Regions from separate parts of the Mus musculus genome. Here all the other regions are linked to region 2. A link is a contact called in public HiChIP or PLAC-seq and promoter capture Hi-C data. All regions are on one chromosome and are shown on one strand. The core of a region is the stretch at or near the end of the contact, and the rest is flanking DNA. Distances in the headings are between cores, read along the strand shown.

Region 1 (2,700 bases), core at 47-2,546, 460 kb before region 2:
TTATAGCATTCTGTATTTTTCAAATATTCTAAAATGAGCCTCTAATCTTAACATTGCAGGACCTTAAAAACATTCACCTAACACTATTTCAGAAATATATAATTGATACAGCCTATCTAAGTTTTTATTAGGATTGTCAGTAGTTTTCCAATTAAGACATAACAAAATTCTGTAAACTGATTGGGAAGTATAGAAAATAATTTTATTTTCTGTTTATATTATTCCTAAAAGAAATATGGGCAGTCGTTGGTATCCTGCCTTCAGCTTTCCCATGACTGAATTCCCTACTCACCTTGCTGTGAGGAGCGACCTGGTGGGCCATAGTATGTTCCCTCATTTTCTGCAGTGAAACTTACTCCCATTGGCTGAATGCTGAGAGGATGCTGTCCTTTGTTATGAAAGGTGACTTTAATGGTGTCTCCTACTTCTGCCCAAATGACAGGACCTAGGGACAAAGCGAGCATTAGTTGTCTTCATTTGTCCTGGGACATACAGATTGTAGCTGTGTGTGTGGCACCTTGGAAAGCTTGGTGTTTTTAAAAGTCCAGTATTGCTACAATGTAAGAAATTTGAAAAAAGGCAAGGATTTTTTTTTCTTTTATCCAACTTGAGAGAAATTACTTTGGTTATTGTCTTTCTTTAAGTAAGTAAAACTTGCACATCAGGAAACTAATTTATAGTATTTACACACATACAAAAACATCTGGAGTATCTACACTTTCTTCAACCTGTTTTTTCAAACAATCTGGGCTGTGTGGCCTTTGACCTCAGTTATGGTAAGTTTAAGTTGGGTGTGACAGATAATAGTATTTTAAAATTTAAAACTCTAAAATGAATGTTACCAATTGTAGAGTAAAGATATAGCTATATAGTACACAAATGCTTGATGTAATATCCAAAAAGCATTTATTGAGGGCATCTTATTATCCTTTCTTCTGAGTGTTCATATCTAATAGCTAACCCTTTCTTCATAAGAAAATAATCATCATTGTTTCAATTTTATAGAAAAGAGCAGGCAAAGAAAATTAAGTCACATTCAAAAAGTCACCAAGCTAGTAGATAAAGGGAAAGACTGTGTTTAGCAGTTGTGAGAGAACTTGGAGCTGGGAGCAGTTTCTGGGACAGATCCAGCCTGGGTCATTAGTAAGCCCACATTTGGTTTCTGAGAAAGTGTTCTTTTGGCTAAGTCAGTTATTTAAGCCAACTCAAACAATTTCCCTTATCTCTCTGAAGAGATAAGCACCCCTTTGCAGTCATCAAGATATAATGAAAGTGAAAATTTGTGACTGGTAATTTTTGGGACAGGAGTGGGCTGCTATGTAGGGCTGAGCTGCTGTGTCGGGCGGTACCGATCTCCCTAGCTTCTATCTAGGAGTCATGCTACAGGTCCTGACACTTTGGTTCTTCCTGAAATTGCAATAGCCAAGAAGAAAGTGTTTTAGTCACGTGTGTTCTGCTTAGACTCACCTAGGATTCCAAGATGTTCCTCATCAGGGCCTCTTTGTTTTCGGTTTGTGAAGGAACCATCTGTGTACTCACGATATGCCATTTTTTTATAAGAGCCACCAATTCTTGTGGCACCTTGCTCAAAAAATACCCTTGAATCACTGCCAAAAGGAAAAATGGGGGTTGATTCTGGTGTGGAGTTAGAACAGAGGTACACTGTCAAAATCACCTTGGATTCATGATATATTATATTTTTAAATTTTTTCCTTGTTGGGCATTCAGAATCTTTTACTGTTGACAAAATGTTTGTGATACCCATGTTCATTTGCTCAGTCCCATATGGGCCCAGAAACCACAGCAGAAGCAGAGGAGCAAGGAATGAAGCTTGGAGAGATAGAGGTGGGCAAGGGGCCCTGGTTAAGGTTTAGGTACTCCATTCCATGGCCATAATGAAGGATTGAAGGCTTCAGTATGAATATTTTAGGGGAATCCCTCCAATAGCTGCTTAGAGAAAGCATTAAGAAATAAAATACTATATGAGAAAGGTCAATCAGAAGACAGTTTTTACAATTTTCATGAAAGACAGAAGTTTGATCATATTGGTAAAGAGGATGGAGGAAAGAAGACAGCTTTCAGAGAAATGTAGACTCCGATGATTCAGTACCTCATGAGGGTGAAGGCGGCACTGGTGAGGGAATCAGGGTCAGAACAGTGTAGGTTCTGGACCTCAGCACATGGGTGAGTCTGATAATACTGATCACTGAGTGCAGAGGAAACTGCTTTGCATAGGACACAGTGAATTCAGTTTGGACACACTGAGTTGGACAGGCCTCAACCAAGTAGAGATGTCATTAAGAAAAATCGAAATACAGCTCTGCAATTTGTAAGAGTCTTATAAGTTGGAGACACAGCTTTGGGAGTTGTTATGTGGGGTTGTCAGTGTAGCCTGCGACTTAAGTTTATGCTTTAGACTGTGTTGTGCCAGGCCCCACACTCCAACATTGGGTAACACAGAATAAACTTCTAAAAACAACTTTTTAAAAAGGAAATTTTAAAGATGGATCACAGGCAAGTATTCTGTGAAGCAGTAGTGTGATGTGAGTAGACATAGATTAATGGTATAATCTTGTTGACACTTGTTTTGTGTATATGTACCAGTAAATGCCATGGTGTATATGTAAAGGTCAGAGGACAGCTTTCAAAACTAAGTTGTCTCCTTCCACCATGTGGGTCCTGGGAATGGAACTCAGTTTC
Region 2 (2,700 bases), core at 175-2,674:
GTGAAAAATCATAGCAACCTTCCAGATGAAAGTTGAATGTGTGCTATACAGTGAGCAGGCACTTCTGCTTTGCTCTGGGTCCCTCAGCAGAGGCAGGCGGATTTCTGAGTTCGAGGCCAGCCTGGTCTACAAAGTGAGTTCCAGGACAGCCAGGGCTACACAGAGAAACCCTGTCTCGAAAAAACAAAACAAAACAAACAAACAAACAAATGTCTCACATGCTATGGGTTACTGCTGCTTTCGTAGAGTGTCGGGGCCCTGGTCTTACTGCTGTGATACACATGCATGATTGTTGGAAGCTGAGTGAAAACTGTATCCCAGGTGGATTTGATCCCCTTTCTTGTCTACTGTGCCTGGTGTGTCCTGTAGGTTACTGATCCGAATCAGAGCCCCAGGCTGCTCCTTCCACAGTGTCCTAACACGGCTCTTGCAGACCATGATCAGAAAAGCCTGTTTGAGTAGTCCTAGCCTCTGACTGTGGAGTTGCTCTGTGTTAAGACCCAAGGGAGTCCAAACAGAGATGAGTCAGGGCCTGGCACCAATCCTAAGCTCCGCCTGCTGCTAAACAGAACGGCTATTTGCTGTCACTTGGAGTCTTTCTAGGCCTCCAGGAAGAAACAAATACTTTAGAAGCCAAAACCCCAAAGCAAAGTAAAGAAAACAGAACTGTTCACACGTCCAGCAACGATTCACTGCTGAGTCCCTAGACATGGGAGGAGTGGAGTAGGGGTAAAAGCAGATGAACTGTGCAACTTGACTTCTCAACCACAAGGCCTCTCTCTCTTCCACTGTCCCTAGGGGTGGCCTTTTGCCTCTGAAGTCTTGGAATTTCAAAACTAGACTTTGAAGTTAATCTCTATTGTTAACCCATAATACACCTTTCTCCTCCTTATATTAATTTTTGTTGTATTTTTAAAACCATCTCTATTAAAATTATTCTTTCACTTAAATATTTAAAATATTCACTCTTCTCTGTCATCCTGGGAGAAGTCACTAAAAACCAAAACTCCTGTGTAGAAGAATATCATAGAATGAGTGAGTCCCTTTAGAAAATAACCACGAACTGACCACTGGAGACACCAGTGCTTTTTGCACTTTCCCAGAAGTTGAGGAGGGGCCAGTGGTTATCTGAGAACTTTATAAATGCCTGTGTTTTGTGGCTTCATAGCCTCCTGGATATACCAGCTTTACTTCTGCTGGAAGCCCCTCTGGATTCCTACCATCCCTTAAAAAAAATAGGTACCCGTGTAAGTGTCTTCTTTTCCTTTAGACACTATTGAGTCCTGTGATTAGCTTAGCAAAAGTCATGTACCTTGTACCTGAACTGGAGGCATGGCTGGCTGATCCTTCTGGGTCCTTCCACGAGTGTTCTTCCCCTGCTCTGTCAATAACTGAGCCTCCGTTGCTTTTCCTTCTCAGATGCTAAGCTCTAGTCTATGCTGGGTATTGTGATGTCATAGACTAGAATTTTCCCTACCCCCACTACCCAGCTGAGATCTTCCCACCCACATCACTAACAGTCTCTCAATTTTCATTTACTTTAGCACTCAGGACCTTTTGAAATCTCCGGAAAGAAACATTGAAGACTGTGGTGGTTGGAATATGCTTGGACCAGGGAGTGGCACCATTAGGAGGTGTGGACTTGTTGAAGAAAGTGTGTCACTATGGGGGTAGGCTTTGAGAGAGCTTCCTACTAGTTGCCTGGGGATGCCAGTATTCTGTTTATCTTTTTTTAAAAAAATTTTTATTAGGTATTTTCCTCATTTACATTTCCAATGCTATCCCAAAAGTCCCCCATACCCTCCCCCCCCCACTCCTCTACCCACCCACACCCACTTTTTGGCCCTGGCATTCCCCTGTACTGGGGCATATAAAGTTTGCAAGTCCAATGGGCCTCTCTTTCCAATGTTGGCCTACTAGGCTATCTTTTGATACATATGCAGCTAGAGTCAAGAGCTCCGGGGTACTGGTTAGTTCATTATGTTGTTCCACCTATAGGGTTGCAGATCCCTTTAGCTCCTTGGGTACTTTCTCTAGCTCCTCCATGGGGGCTCTGTGATCCATCCAATAGCTGACTGTGAGCATCCACTTCTGTGTTTGCTAGGCCCCGGCATAGTCTCACAAGAGAGCTATATCAGGGTCCTTTCAGCAAAATCTTGCTAGTGTATGCAATGGTGTCAGCATTTGGAGGCTGATTATGGGGTGGATCCCTGGATATGGCAGTCTCTAGATGGTCCATCCTTTTGTCTCAACTCCAAACTTTGTCTCTGTAACTCCTTCCATGGGTGTTCTGTTCCCAATTCTAAGAAGGGGCAAAGTGTCCACACTTTGGTCTTTGTTCTTCTTGAGTTTCATGTGTTTTGGAAATTGTAACTTATATCTTGGGTATTCTAAGTTTCTGGGCTAATATCCACTTATCAGTGAGTACATATCATTTGAGTTCTTTTGTGATTGGGTTACCTCACTCAGGATGATGCCCTCCAGGTCCATCCATTTGCCTAGGAATTTCACAAATTCATTCTTTTTAATAGCTGAGTAGCACTCCATTGTGTAAATGTACCACATTTTTTGTATCCATTCCTCTGTTGAGGGGTCTGTTTACCTTTCTGAACAAGATGTAGAACTCTCAGCTCCTCCAGCACCATGCCTGCCTGGACACTGCCATGCTTCCTGCCATGATAATATTGGACTGAACCTCAG
Region 3 (2,737 bases), core at 184-2,683, 400 kb before region 2:
TAGGATCTTGCCCCAAGGTCCCACTCCCTTAATCTGTTATCTCCTAGAACACAGGATTTTGCTCCATTTCACTTCCTGGTACCCCTTTAATACTCGAAATTGTATATTTTTCCTTTCTAAGCTTGCTATGCTGTTCAAACTTCTCTTCATAAGACTTAACCAGAGAACAAAGTCTTTGCTGGGCTTTTTTTGAAACTTCCTTTGTCAATGCAATTAATCTGAGTCTCTTCACCTTAGCCTTGGGCAGACTTTTCAGACAAGGTAAAAAAAGTAGCCACATTCTTCACCAAAACACCACAAAAACAGTCTTTATGCCACATTCTGAAATTATTATCCTTTGAAATCTCTTGGGCCAGGTCAACACAGTTCAAATTACTCCCAACAACAAAGTCTTCCATATTCCTACTAGGATGACCCATTAAGCCTCATTTAAAGCATTCCACTGAGTTCCAAATCCAAAGTCCCCAAATCCACATTCTTTCAAATAAAAGCATGGTTAGGCTTATCACAGCAATACCCCAGTCCCTGGTACCAACTTGTCTTAGCCAGGGTTTCCTTTCTTTCTTTCTTTCTTTCTTTCTTTCTTTCTTTCTTTCTTTCTTTCTTTCTTTCTTTCTTTCTTTCCTTCTTTCTTTCTTTCTTTCTTTCTTTCTTCCTCCCCCCCACACCCTCTGGAGACACGGTTTCTCTGTATAGCCCTGGCTGTCCTGGAACTCACTTTGTAGACTAGGCTGGCCTCGAACTCAGAAATCCACCTGCCTCTGCCTCCCAAGTGCTGGGATTAAAGGCATGTGCCACCACTGCCCGGCTAAGTCAGGGTTTCTATTCCTGCACAAACATCATGACCAAGAAGCAAGTTGGGGAGGAAAGGGTTTATTCAGCTTACACTTCCATACTGCTGTTCATCACCAAGGAAGTCAGGACTGGAACTCAAGCAGGTCAAGAAGCAGGAGCTGATGCAGAGGCCATGGAAGGATGTTTCTTACTGGCTTGCTTCCTCTGGCTTGCTCAGCCTGCTCTTACAGAACCCGATACTACCAGCCCAGGGATGGCATCACCCACAATGGGCCCTCCCACCCTTGATCACTAATTGAGAAAATGCCCCACAGCTGGATCTCATGGAGGCATTTCTCCAACTGAAGCTCCTTTCTCTGTGATAACTCCAGCCTGTGTCAATTGACACAGAATCAGCCTGTAGAGAGGGTCTTGCCTTAGTGGTGAGTCAGCCTGTGTCAATTGACACAGAACCAGCCTGTAGAGAGGGTCTTGCCTTAGTGGTGAGTCAGCAAATACTTGACTCCATAGCCTCCTCCCCACCATTCCAAAATTCAAATCTGGAATTTAAACATCCAGGGAGGGAAAAGGTAAGGGGAGGAAAACTCGGTACCTCAGTTACTCTGTCTTCCTGAGGTCAAGACAAAACATAACGCAAGGCTGACACCTAGTGGCTACCTACTTGCTACAGGAGCCCACCCTGCATTAAACTAAGGACCAACTGAGAAACAAAGGAAGAAAGATATCTGAAATCAGTGCTGGCGACATGCCTGCCTCTGCCCATCCTTTCATGTTATTTTAAGTTCTAAGGATAATTAAGTCACTTCTACCTCTTATCTGAGGGTTCTGCCTGGCCCTCTCTTGCGTTCTGCAATGTTCACCTGGATTGATTTCCTCAGCTCCCTCCTCACTATCCTCTATCCTATTAAGAGATTCATGTCTGAAGCCCTCAGGCTTGCTCATCCTTTGGTTCTAGCCCTGGTCTACATTTGTGGACTGTTTCCTTCACACAAATTTTTCTAGAAGTGTGTTTCTAGTACACTTCTGGCCCTGGCAATCGAGTCATAGCTTCCAGGCTGGATTTTACTTTGGTATTGGAGCTCTGGCAGTTTTAATAATTAGGCTCAGTCACTTGTCCTCAATAGGCCAGTCAAGGGGCCAAAAAAGCAAAGGCAGAGAGAAATTTATTCAATGTGGCTGCACCAGGAAGGGGGTCTGACATAAGGCATAGGTTTAAGTGGGGGAATGGAGAGATGGCTCATCAGTTAAGAGCTACTCTTCCAGTAGGCAGGGGATGTTTCTTTGGGCTCCAATACTCCCTGCTCACCTGGATTGTCTCTTCCTTCTCCTGCTCATTTCCCACTCTGCCCAAGCCTTACACATGGGGCTTTGCTCCCGGGCTGCCTTCAGGCCCCCTTCCTTCTCCCTTACCCTTTATGGTCTCACATACTAAGACCCCGGATAGCGCTCCACTTACCTCTCGGTCTTTGCCATTCTGCTTTCACTGTCATTTCTCATCCAGATGTTTACTAGTTACCAAATTGGTTTCTCAGCTGCATCCTTGTTAGCTCTCTTCCCCAGTGTGGTCAGGGGCATTTTCCCTATGACCCCACTTCTTTAAAGCTTCTTTCCACGGCAAATAAACTTCAGACCCAGCCCTGCCTGCTTGGCTCCTTATCTTGCTTCATCTCTGGGGTTTAGCTCCTAAAAAATTAACAGTGTCTCTTTTCTCCTCTCTTCACTACCTTCCTCCCTTCCACACCGTGAATTTTGCCCTAGACATTTCCTTGCTTGGGATCCACTTTCCTTCTCTTCCGCTCTCTTCTTAATACATATGTTCTCTCCTGCCTCTTCTGGAGTACTCTCCTGAGGCCCCAGCCAGGAACACTTTCTCTGTGACCCAATGCACTGCACTTCCTAACTAAAACTGTTCCCAGGGGCTAGAGGGATGGCTCAGTGCTTA

What was found. Promoter capture Hi-C pulls out the DNA fragments that hold promoters and counts their contacts. HiChIP or PLAC-seq counts read pairs in DNA pulled down with a chosen protein or histone mark.
Region 1: a contact with region 2 is called in a promoter capture Hi-C map of liver, with 3 times the contacts expected there. The contact joins the enhancer-like site here to the promoter of Dnajc5b in region 2. A contact is called at or near these places in 4 of 39 promoter capture datasets (cranial neural crest, embryonic stem cells, hippocampal neurons and 1 more) and 2 of 9 other capture datasets (adipose tissue and liver).
Region 3: a contact with region 2 is called in an HNF4G HiChIP or PLAC-seq map of pancreatic cancer cells. The contact joins the enhancer-like site here to the promoter of Dnajc5b in region 2. A contact is called at or near these places in 13 of 39 promoter capture datasets (the C10 cell line, the HPC-7 cell line, cranial neural crest and 8 more), 3 of 484 Hi-C or Micro-C datasets (bone marrow-derived macrophages, forebrain and uterus), 11 of 115 datasets of contacts at active chromatin or transcription factors (CD8 T cells, bone marrow-derived macrophages, craniofacial prominence and 8 more) and 3 of 9 other capture datasets (adipose tissue, liver and macrophages).

Annotation. Positions count from the first base shown.
Region 1 is chr3:19,971,522-19,974,221 of GRCm38.p6, reverse strand. Cp (ceruloplasmin) reads right to left here. Exons shown (of 19, transcript NM_001374677.1): 7 at 1,468-1,607; 8 at 293-445. Among named protein-coding and RNA genes, the nearest start is that of Cp, 16 kb to the right of the region's middle. Within about 2 kb of position 1,296, at least 3 of the 459 cell types and tissues checked have an H3K27ac peak or open chromatin away from gene starts, as enhancers often do. A contact at or near this core is called in liver, where this site is marked.
Region 2 is chr3:19,507,319-19,510,018 of GRCm38.p6, reverse strand. It overlaps Dnajc5b (DnaJ heat shock protein family (Hsp40) member C5 beta), which reads right to left and starts at 1,424. Exons shown (of 5, transcript NM_025489.3): 1 at 1,313-1,424.
Region 3 is chr3:19,903,592-19,906,328 of GRCm38.p6, reverse strand. No RefSeq gene overlaps it. Among named protein-coding and RNA genes, the nearest start is that of Gm42190, 49 kb to the left of the region's middle. Within about 2 kb of position 1,433, at least 18 of the 459 cell types and tissues checked have an H3K27ac peak or open chromatin away from gene starts, as enhancers often do. A contact at or near this core is called in pancreatic cancer cells, where this site is marked.